2 separate regions of the Mus musculus genome follow, and region 2 is linked to region 1. The links are chromatin contacts, called in public HiChIP or PLAC-seq maps. All regions are on one chromosome and are shown on one strand. The core of a region is the stretch at or near the end of the contact, and the rest is flanking DNA. Distances in the headings are between cores, read along the strand shown.

Evidence for each region. HiChIP or PLAC-seq counts read pairs in DNA pulled down with a chosen protein or histone mark.
Region 2: a contact with region 1 is called in an H3K4me3 HiChIP or PLAC-seq map of bone marrow-derived macrophages, with 4 times the contacts expected there. The contact joins the enhancer-like site here to the promoter of Lsm5 in region 1. A contact is called at or near these places in 4 of 39 promoter capture datasets (the C10 cell line, liver and pre-B cells), 2 of 115 datasets of contacts at active chromatin or transcription factors (bone marrow-derived macrophages and large pre-B cells) and 1 of 9 other capture datasets (liver).

Annotation. Positions count from the first base shown.
Region 1 is chr6:56,702,094-56,707,760 of GRCm38.p6, reverse strand. Lsm5 (LSM5 homolog, U6 small nuclear RNA and mRNA degradation associated) reads left to right here and starts at 3,062. Exons shown (of 5, transcript NM_025520.3): 1 at 3,062-3,138; 2 at 4,352-4,447; 3 at 4,728-4,755; 4 at 5,593-5,665. The coding sequence starts at 3,093.
Region 2 is chr6:57,639,575-57,645,241 of GRCm38.p6, reverse strand. The region is part of intron 13 of Herc6 (hect domain and RLD 6); the gene reads right to left. Among named protein-coding and RNA genes, the nearest start is that of Pyurf, 50 kb to the left of the region's middle. Within about 2 kb of position 3,276, at least 82 of the 459 cell types and tissues checked have an H3K27ac peak or open chromatin away from gene starts, as enhancers often do. A contact at or near this core is called in bone marrow-derived macrophages and pre-B cells, where this site is marked.

The DNA.
Region 1 (5,667 bases), core at 1,813-4,312:
GACACATATATTGTGCACAGACAATAAGCTGGTTTGAATAAAAATGAACTCCATAGGCTCATATATTTGAATGTTTAATTTCCAGTGTTTGGAACTGTTTGAAAAGATTAGAAGGATTAGTAGGTGTGGCCTTAGAGGAAGTATGTCACTGGAAGCGGGGGGCGGGGCTTTGAGGTTATCAAAAGCCATGCCAGGACTAATCTTTTTCTCTTGGCCTGTGGATCAGGATGTAGCTCTCAGCTACTGCTCCAGTGCCATGGATGCTGCTATTACTGCCCCCCCACAAGAATGATAATGATCTAAAGCTCTGCAACTTAAAGCAAGTTCCCAATTGATGTTTAAGTGTTGCCTTGGTTGTGGTGTCCTGTGGGAAGCCACATGTGCTGTTGCTGAGTGGCACTGACTACTGCTGGCCACCACACATAAGATTGGACAAACAACCAATGTGTACATATGCAGTAAATTTTTTTGCAAAGACACTGCCTGGCCCAGGCATGATAATGAGGTTCTGTAAGGTACTGAGAGTATAACCAATCAGATGTGAGACATGCAAATGAGGTATGATAATGAGGTTCTGTAAGGTACTGAGAGAGAGTAGCCAATCAGATGAGGAACATGCAAATGAGGCTTAGTGCATAACCAATCCGGGTGTGAGACACGCCCCTCCTAGGCCTATAAAAGCAGCACCAGTTCTGGGCTCGAAGTCTTTTCGCCTCTACAATCAAGCTCTCCCAATAAACGTGTGCAGAAGGATCCTGTTGCAGCGTCGTTCTTCCTGGCCAGTCGAGCGCGCGCAAGAGTGTCCCTTCACATCAATAGAAAAGTCACAAAGACAGACATACATGCAAACGAAACACCCATATAATTAATTAATTAATTAATTAATTAAAAATAATACTGTGTTTGCCATTACTATCAGTGCTTCTAATAGAAAAACTAAGATTTAAAAAGCTTAAATAATGTACACATAAGAAAAAATAATTAGTAGAAACTGTGTTGGGGTTAGTGAGATGGCTCTAGATAAAGGTGTTTTCTGCCATGCTTGTTGACCAGAGTTTGAGCCCCGGAATACACATGATAGAAGGAAAGAACACATTCCTTCAAATTTTCTTCTATTACACATGTGTGTGCACTCATATGGTGCACACAATTCAATGTAATTTTAAAAACAGTTTTAAAAGCTTTTAAAAATTGTGAAGTTTGGATTTGACTAAAAGTCACTAAATTCAGAACCAGTGGATTTAATCACTATGCTATGTCCCAGTGTTCTTAGTCTTGAGGAATCGGGTTTTTGAAGGGTAGCTAACTTTGAATAATTATATTAAAAAATACATCCAAGTAATCCTGACAGCTATTGACACTGCTGTCAGCCAGCATCGGCCTCCAACAAGACTACACAAGTCAGGATAGGTGATCATCTCTGGCCAGGGTCCTGCAAACTGAACATCTTTACCAGGACATTGAGCAGTATCATGCAGTTAAATAGAAAAAAAAATGAGTGAAGACTGGGGTTACTCAGGAAATGGATTTGAAAAGGCAAGTGTTTTATGCTCAATGTGGGAGAAATGGGTATGGTTTAAAGACAAGATCAACAAGAGAAGCTTGGAGTGACACACATCCACTGCACACAATGTTTCCTTTTCTCAGAATGCGGCTTTTGCCTCTTCTCTGCTTACCCATTCTTAGTCACTGTGTGAGAAGACTCCCAACAACTCCTCAGTTCTTCAAGCTGTGGCCAAGGGACAGTGTTTTAACTTGTTTTAAGCACAAGGAACTTAATCCTGACTCTTACCTCAAAAGGATGGCTGTCAAGTGTGTTTGTAATTGCCTTGGGACCTAGTAGATCTGTAAGACTTATAGATTGGGCGTGGAGGAAAAAAAGCCACCACTGGCTTGGAATTGAGAATGGAGCTGAGTTTTCATTGCTTTCCATATTAAATCCCATAGTGCTGTGCACATGAAATGTACTATTTGTCCTCCTTCCCACTCTCTTGGTTGAAGACTTTTCTGAACATTGTTTTATGTATCCAGCAAGCTGCTAGTCAAACAATATTCCACTGATATGTTTTTTCAATGGAGGAATGAAGGGTGCTCATCTCTCATATTTAGGCTGTTTGGTTTTAAGTCTGTCACATGAGATGGACAAAGGCAAAGTATTTATCTGCTTTAACAACAACAACAACAACAACAACAACAACAAAACAAGCACGTAAACGAACAAACAAAAAACACTAGGGCCCAAACTCCGGGCCTCATGAATGCTAGGAAAGTACCCTATAGCCAAGCTACCAGCTAGCCCTTGTTAGTTTTAATTTCTTATTTTGTGTCGGGGTCTAAGAGGGCCATGCCTGCAACAGATGCCTCCTTTTGTCTCTCAAGTGTTGGGTTTACTGGCCACTCCACGTTAAAAGGGGGCTTTTTAATCTTTTCCAATGCAGAAGTGTGATAGCAAGGTTTCCAAACATGATGGAGTCAACATACAGAGTGACATCTTACGGTTGCCTGCAAATTGAAAACTGATAGTGACTTTAATGCCTGTAATAAACCAGACACCTAGAAACGACAAGAAGAAATTAAATAATAGTAGAAGTTTTTTGTTTGTTTGTTTGTTTGTTTGTTTTTTCTAAAAAAAAAAAAGCTTGTGAAAAATGCTGCTTTATAGACTTTCAGTCCTCTGGCCTTAAAAGTACCAGATTCCTTAAAAAAAAAAAAATGAGTAGTTGTTGAGGAGCATGCAGAACGAGTTTATAGTAGGAAATATAAATTGATTTTATTGCTCTGAAGAAAGATACAGGCTTGAAATGCAACCTTCTAGAGGAAAATTAACCGACTCAGAGATCTCGTATGCTGGTCTTCCGGCGGCAAATTATCTCTGAAGTTTAGCAAAACTTGGGGGTACCATAGGTGCCTGTTGGGTTGGTGGCAGGGATAGAGATCCGAACCTCTCTATCGAATCTGTCTGCGATCCATTGGGATCCTCTGGATCTCAAGATCGGCTTTGGATTAGTCTTGTCTGAACCAGCTGTGGAAAAGGGCGGAAGCGCGCAATTTTAAAGTCTGCGCCGGTGTCCTTAGCCACTTCCGGCGTGGCCATGGCGGCTAACGCGACCACGAACCCGTCCCAACTCCTGCCACTAGGTAAAAGTCTTGTTTGGGGAGCGGTCGGGTTGCTGCAATTCCACGCTGGGGGCCGAGGCTGGGCCACCGCCCCTCCGGGCCCGGCTGTCCGGTCCTTGGCGTCACTGGGCAGACAGACAGACCGTTTTGCCTGTCGGTGGTCGGTGAGGGTCCCACTTAGTGAAGGACGTGCTCGGCCTTTTTGAGCTCGCCAGTAAGATGTCATGAGTCGCGCAGTCCCAGTTCTCAGCTTGGCCTTCTTGGTCTCCAGATCAGGTAGACCCTGTATTGGCTTGGGTAAGGAGTGCGCCACGGCATACAATGAATCTTACAATAGAAATCTGGAAACTAGCCCCGTCGTTCATTAATTCAACAAGCAATTCCCGCGCAGTGCCAGAGAACTGTTGAATAATGAACTTGAATTACAGCCATTGCTTTCAAGATCGCACACCGGCACGCATCGTGCTGAGCAATTCTAAGATGCTGAGATGAACAGGTTGGCCCAGGAGCACAGAGAGTTAAGGTTAAGTGAGAGAAGGAGTGACGGGAAAGCCGGTGTCTGTAATAATGCTTCTCCCTTGTCATGTTTTGGGGCTGGTGAGCTTAGTGAATGTGTCTGTGATTGAAAGTTTTTGCAGTGTTAGATATTGTTTATCGGTACAAACACTGATGAAGAAAAACAGTTATGGTCTCCACCCACCTCATGGTGTGTGTTTTCATACATTAATCAAATAATCTAAATAAAAATCACAGTCCTATTAATTGCAAATAAAGAGTTAAGTGAAAGCTAAGGCAAACATTTGTGCTAACGATTAAACAGAGATTTGTGTAAGATGTAAAATTACCGAATGGTTCCAGATACATATGTAGGAGAGTATGGCCTTTTTTGACATCATTGGGAGGGGAGGCTCTTGATCCTGTGGAGTTTGATGCCACAGCATAAGGAGAATGCTGGAGTGGGTGGGTGGGTGGGGGAGCACCCTCATAGAAGCAATTGGGGAGTGGGGAGAAGGTAGATATGGGAGGGGTGTTGTGGAGGGGTAACCAGGAAGGGGGAATATCATTTGAGATGTAAACAGATGGAATGATTAATAAAAGTAAGTAAATAAATAAATAAATAGCAAAAAACTGAATGTTTTTGCTTATCTTTAATGATAAAAAATAATAAGTGAAGTAGGCATTCAAATGTTGGTCGATCTAATAAGTAGGTAAAATTACCCTTTTCCTTCCACAGAGCTTGTGGACAAATGTATAGGGTCAAGAATTCACATTGTGATGAAGAGTGATAAAGAAATTGTCGGGACACTTCTAGGATTTGATGACTTTGTCAGTATCCTTTTTAAAAGCGGGAATGGTGTAGGTTTCTAAAGATGTATTAATATAAGAAAGAACTATAGACAACCGAAGAATTTCTGGTTATTACATTAAGAATAATTTTGTTTTCCAGGAACTTGGTAGTATTTTAAGAGGTGTGTTTGCTGACAGTTGATAGGGCTCTTGCCAACAACAAACCTTTTGAATTTGCACTATCATAGTGTTGAACATATTTTAAACCAAACAAAAACATATACCTGAATAAACCTTATTTATTTTCTTAACATTAAATTCAGATATGGTGTTGGAAGATGTCACAGAATTGTGAGTAGTATTTAAAAAATTAAAAAAATTTGAGAGGAGGGGAGGAAATCTCTTTTTAATTAAAGATGGTGCCTTGATTACTTTTTTCTATTAATGTGAAGAGACAGCATGACAAAGGTATCTTATGGAAGAATGCGTTTAACTGGGGGCTTGCTTACAGTTTCAGATGGTTAGAGTCCCTGACTGTCCTAGCTAAGAGCTTATATGTTAGATAATAACCAAGAGAGAGAGAGAGAGAGAGAGAGAGAGAGAGAGAGAGAAGTAAATAGAGAACGCGAGCGCACTAAGTGGGTATAATTTAGGTTTTTGGAATCTCAAAGCCTAACAGGGTGATACACCTCCTCCAAAAAAGGCCACACCTCCTAATCATTTCCAGTTTGCCAACAGAGGACCAAGTGGAGGCCATTCTCCTTTAAACCTCCATAGCAGCTTTAGTATGATCGATATAAAAAAAATTACTTGTTGGAAAATACCTTAATACTGAAACGTTATTTACTGGTGTTTGTGAGGTCCAGTTAAAGGATTATTATCTTCATATTATTCCTGAATTTGTAAGAAATTAGTGTGAACAAGCTTTATGGTGAATTATATTTACATGAGTATTATCCAATGGGCAGTTTGTATTCTGTATATATTTACTGTAATTATATGCGTTCACATTGAATCATGTGTAAGAATAACAGCTTTGTCACTAGGGATTGAACCCAGGGCCTTGTGTGTGTGCTCTGCCACCAAGCTATTCTCCTTACCCCAGTAGGACTTTTAGGGAGGGAAAGTGTTTCTAATACTGCCTTTGATTACTTGTTTATCCAGACTCCATTTAATCTATCTTTTTAGTGAAATTACACCAGAAGGAAGAAGAATTACAAAATTAGATCAAATTCTACTAAATGGAAATAATATAACAATGGT
Region 2 (5,667 bases), core at 2,027-4,526, 940 kb before region 1:
GAAAAAAAACAATGGAGATAGTGTAGGTCATGGTAAGAATTCTGGGTAAGGAGTCCTTTAAAGTCAGGGACAGGCTACAAAGAAGGTGACACACGTACTCAGATACATGGTGACAGAAGAACTGGAGCTAAGATGAAAGGATGGACCATGTAGAGACTGCCATATCCAGGGATCCACCCCATAATCAGCATCCAAACGCTGACACCATTGCATACACTAGCAAGATTTTGCTGAAAGGACCCAGATATAGTTGTCTCTTGTGAGACTATGCCGGGGATAGCAAAAACAGAAGTGGATGCTCACAGTCAGCTATTGGATGGATCACAGGGCCCCCAATGGAGGAGCTAGAGAAAGTACCCAAGGAGCTAAAGGGATCTGCAACCCTATAGGTGGAACAACATTATGAACTAACCAGTACCCCGGAGCTCTTGTCTCTAGCTGCATATGTATCAAAAGATGGCCTAGTCGGCCATCACTGGAAAGAGAGGCCCATTGGACTTGCAAACTTTATATGCCCCAGTACAGGGGAACGCCAGGGCCAAAAAGGGGGAGTGGGTGGGTAGGGGAGTGGGGGTGGGTGGGTATGGGGGATTTTTGGTATAGCATTGAAAATGTAAATGAGCTAAATACCTAATAAAAATGGGAAAAAAAAACTACATCTTCCAAGAGCAGATAGATGTAAGAATTCCTGAGACATAGCCTCAGAGGCTGCCTGCTCTGACCTCAAACCAGGTTCCTAGTAGGCCTTTAAACCAAGATACCTATGACCTTGAGAATAAATTACTGCTGGCTTAGCCAAAAACTTCTTTAGGCTGGAGAGATGGCTCAACAGTTCAGAGCATTTGCTGCTCTTCTGGAGGACCTGAGTTCAATTCCCAGCACTACATGATAGTTCACAACTCCAATTCTAGGGGATCCAATGACCTCTTCTGCTCTCCATAGATATTTGTATACAAGTGGTGCACAGACATACATGCAAGACAAACACCCACACATATAGATTAAAAATAAAGGTTTATTTGAAAAAACAAGATATGGGTTGCCCACTTGTAACTAATCAGAAAGTAGCCACATATCTAGGATATAGTTTCTCATTAGCTATGTATGTAAGGGGATTAACAAAGGTTCCCAGAAGAAACAATGCTCAGAAATCAACTATTTCAGTAGGCATGCATCCACAACTTATATGTACTACATGCAAAAAGATAAAAGAAAAATGGTATTATTATTAAATTATAGGATTGTATGCACAGAAACTCAAAGGTGGAACCACAATTTAGTATTAATGGGTAAATCTAGCAAGATTTCTACAAAGTAATGACAAATGGTTAGAGATTTAACTTTCAGAAAAAAAAAAAAGGTAAGGCTGAGGGACATTGTTTAGTTAGTAGTTTGTACCAGGCATGAACACAGTCCAGGAGTCAGTTCTCAGCACCTCATACAAACCCAGAGGCAAATAAGCCTGTCATCTCAGCTATTGGGAGACAGAGAGAGTCGCACCAGAGGGTCAAGGTTATTTTCAGTTATATAGTGGACTTGAGACAGCCAAGGGTTCATGAGGCCCTGGTAGAGAAAGACAGAGACAGTGATAGGAACACACACACAGAGAGCCAGAGAGATATTTTACCAAAATTAAAAACTAAGATGAACATCAGGAAAATGCCTATCTTAGCACTTTGGATGCTAAGGCAGGAAGACCACGTGTTCTGGGCCAGCTATAACTTGATAGCAAAAGCCCGGTCCGGACACAAAAATAACAACAAAAGGGCTGTGTGGGGCGTAGCTTAGTTCTGTGACAGAGTGTTTGCCTAGCATCTGTGAGGCTGTAGGTTGCATCTCCAGCACTACAAAGGAGAGAGAGAAAGAAGGAAGGAAGAAGGGAAGCAAGGAAGGAGGGAAGGAAGGAGGGAGGGAAGAAGGGAGAAAAGTAACAATACTTTCATGCTTCAAAGGACACCACTGAGAAAGTGAAATAGATGCACAGAGTAAAGCAAAAGTATCATATTAAAAACCTGTATATACTAACTATGTGCACATATACACGCATATATAATTATAATCCAATAATAAAAACAAAGATGAAATAATTGTAAAATAAGCAAAAAAAATCTTCAAATAAAGTATATTAGTCAATAACTACATAAAAGGTTGTTCAAACTTATTAAGTATTAGATGACAGAAAAATGAAAATGAAAATCACAGTAAGATATCGTTTATTACCCACTATGGGAACATAACCAAAATAGCAGGTAGTAAGTAGCTGAGAAGAATATGAGAATGCAATTTCATACTTTCGTAAAATCCTTGGCCTATTCTACAACATATCAATATTGTGTGTGTGTGTGTGCATGTGTGCGTGCGTGTGTGTGTGTGTGTGTGTGTGTGTGTGTGTGTGTGTGTAGTTTTTCTATTTTGCTTTGTAGGTTTGTGGCAGAATCTCATGTAGCTTAGACTGACCTCAAAATGGAAATATGTGTGTGTATAAACATACATATAGAAACAGAGATACACATATACAGATAGGCACACAGAGATAGACACAAATACACACACACACACACACACACACACACACACACACACACACACACGATATCTCTGCCTATATATAGGTAGCTAAGGATGAGCTTAAACTTCTGGTTCTTCTTCCTCTCCTACCAAATGCAGAAATTATAGGATCCAGCACTAACCCTGGGTAGGACAGTTTAATGTTGGTAGAGGGTAGATTAACAGGTGCATCTGACTAGTGAGCATCTGGTTTTCTTTTTTCCCTATTTCTTTGCTTATTTTTCCATATTTTTAACTATAATGTGCTTACTAGAAGTTTTCTTCCAAGTAAAGAATGAGTATTCAGTAAACTAATAAGTAATTAAACATCTTCATTGTTCATTTACAAAATTAAATAAATTTAGAGCATCTGATTATCTAAACAATACTAAAAGTCACCAAGGAGAGATGTAGTTTATTAAGCAGTAAATTAAGCTATAAGGGAAAGGTTAGATTTTTTTTAAAGTGTATTTTTAATGATTTATTTATTTATTTATTTATTTATTATATTTAAGTACACTGTAGCTGTTTTCAGACACACTAGATGATCTCATTACAGATGGTTGTGAGTCACCGTGTGGTTGCTGGGACACGATTTCCTAGCTGGAGGAAATTTAGAAGGCTAAAATTTTTTGAGAGAGCTAGGAGCCCTTAGGGAAACTGCAGCACAGTTTGGTAATGGCTCAGAGCCAAAAAGAGACAGTGTACACTGCAGCCCAGAAGTCAGAGGGCAAACATTGGCTCCAGGCCAAACCCACAAAGGGAGCCTGCTACAGACACCAGCCCTCATGGGTCAGAATCAACTCAAACTGCCAGATGCTAAACTGGCAACACAAGGTACTAGCTGAGAAGCGCCAAAAGCAACAGGCAGAAAGAAAAAAAAAATCCAAGCCCAGACGCAAAGCTCTAAACAGGTATAATATGCTCGAAAATGTGTTTAAGTGCTAAAGGGGAAAAAATGAATATAGAAAGAATACAGGGAGAAAGTCTCTGAAGGAAGTAAAGAATTAGAGTTTGAAAAGAAAAATATTTTCTGTGTTGAAAATGCGGAGAAGCACAATGACTCAATGCATCTGGATTGCATATGACTTTGTCTTGTTTATCAGCATTTAAATGTTTTTTTTTTTCTGTAACAATTACAATTTTATAGATCCTCTCTAAGAAAGATCAGAATAAAACAGACCTAGGTAAGGAGAGAACTGAAAGACAGAATGCTAGGTTCACGGCCATAGAACAGAGGTTAGAGGATTCTTTAAATCGGAGTAAAGAACCTTCAAAAGAATCCAATCTGGATCCTACAATAACAAAAACAACAACAAAAAAAAAGAAGTTCCAGATGAAATGGAAATTCATAAATGCTTGGGGGAATTATAATGGCAACTCATAGCAATACAATGCTTAATGAAGTTACCTGGGAGCAATAACATGCAATAGCTTATGTATATAATTTTGCAGATTTTGAAAATTGAAAATATACATATGTGATAATACATCACACAATTGATGCATATTTCAAATCCTAATGGTTTTCCGCCTTAAGTTCTAGAAAGGCTGAGTCTGAGATTGCATATTTATTTTAGATGGTGGCTACCTTAGAGAAGCATTTGCAGACTGAAGCTATTTATGCTCGGGTATCATATATTAGAATACAACAATTTTTTAGACATTATGACATAAAGCCTGTTATAGGCATACCTTACAATCATACCACACAAGTAACTGTGCAGCGATCTAACAGAGCTTTAAAGATAATGTTCATAGAACAAAAGGGCGATACAGAATCTCCCAAAGAGAGTTTAATATTTAATATTTTGTTGACATCAATATTTCAAGTCTTAAATGTGGTGGTGGTGTGTGTGTGTGTGTGATTTTAAAGAATGCTGAGACACTGAGATGTATTTATTCCAGCACCCTGCCTGATCCTACCTCAGACTGCCTCAATGCTGTTTCTTCAATGAGATAGATAGCATAACTGCTAAAATACATTGACTTATGGAAAAACTGCTGAACTAAACCAGACTGCTTATATTAAGGATGTCCTAACCTAAGAATGGAAGGAAGGAAATGTGATTCTTTGGGGGAGAAATTTTGTGTTTCTCTCTACAGGAATAGAAAAGCTATGCATTCCTTCCAAACTGATAAAAATCAGATCTGACAGATGTGACTTCAGACCCCTGAAGATTCTGGCTACAGATAGGGAAAAAAAAAAAAAAAAAAAAAAAAACCAACCAAACAAACAAACACTACGAAAACCAACTAAACAGGTAACTTGTTTCACTGACCCTTCTACATAGGGACAGTTCTGAGACTGGCTGAGACATGACAGTGTTTTGTGCCAAAACTTCAGCTATGTGTATCCAATAAATCATTTTGGCTATAGATTCCTCAAGAATTCTGATACCATCCTTTCAAATGGCTTAGATATAATTCATATTATAGTTTGGTTAAACAATCCAAACTAACTTATAAAGAAGGACAGAGAGCCGAGACTCATCTGAGGCTGGATGGTAAACACTGCACATCCCATGCATGTGTAAATAGAAAAATGTGTATTACCCCTCAACGCTTACATATTCACAGAAAAAAACAACCAGACAAGCAGCCCTGAGACAATTACCTTAAGGATGACAAAAAAGATGCTGAGACATTGAGATATATTTATCCCCACATCCTGCCTGATCCTACCTCAGGCTGCCTCAATGCTGTTTCCTTAAAACTGTGTATCCAGGACAGATTCAAAGTAAGCTACTGGCCCAGTTGGTGAGCATCAAAGACTGTTCCAGTCAGGACTTCAGTTAAGCCCTGAATTTTCCCAGCATGCAAAGACTGGACAATAAATGCTACAGCTAGCTTTCTTAGACTGACCCAAATCACAATTTTTAGGCGACCACCTCCAAAAGAAAAACAATGCTTCAAGTCAGCAGGATGCAACTTTAGGACAAAAACAACCCATTTGCCAAAAGTGGGGTGGATGGTTCTTTTTGTTCAATGGATGATTGCTCTTTGTTTTCATTTAAGGTGGGTAGTTACAAGTTGTAATGGTCTTGAATCAGGAAAGAAACAAACTAAGGGAGTTTAGACTCAGAGATTTTTCTTTCTTTTTCTTTCCTCTATCCTTCT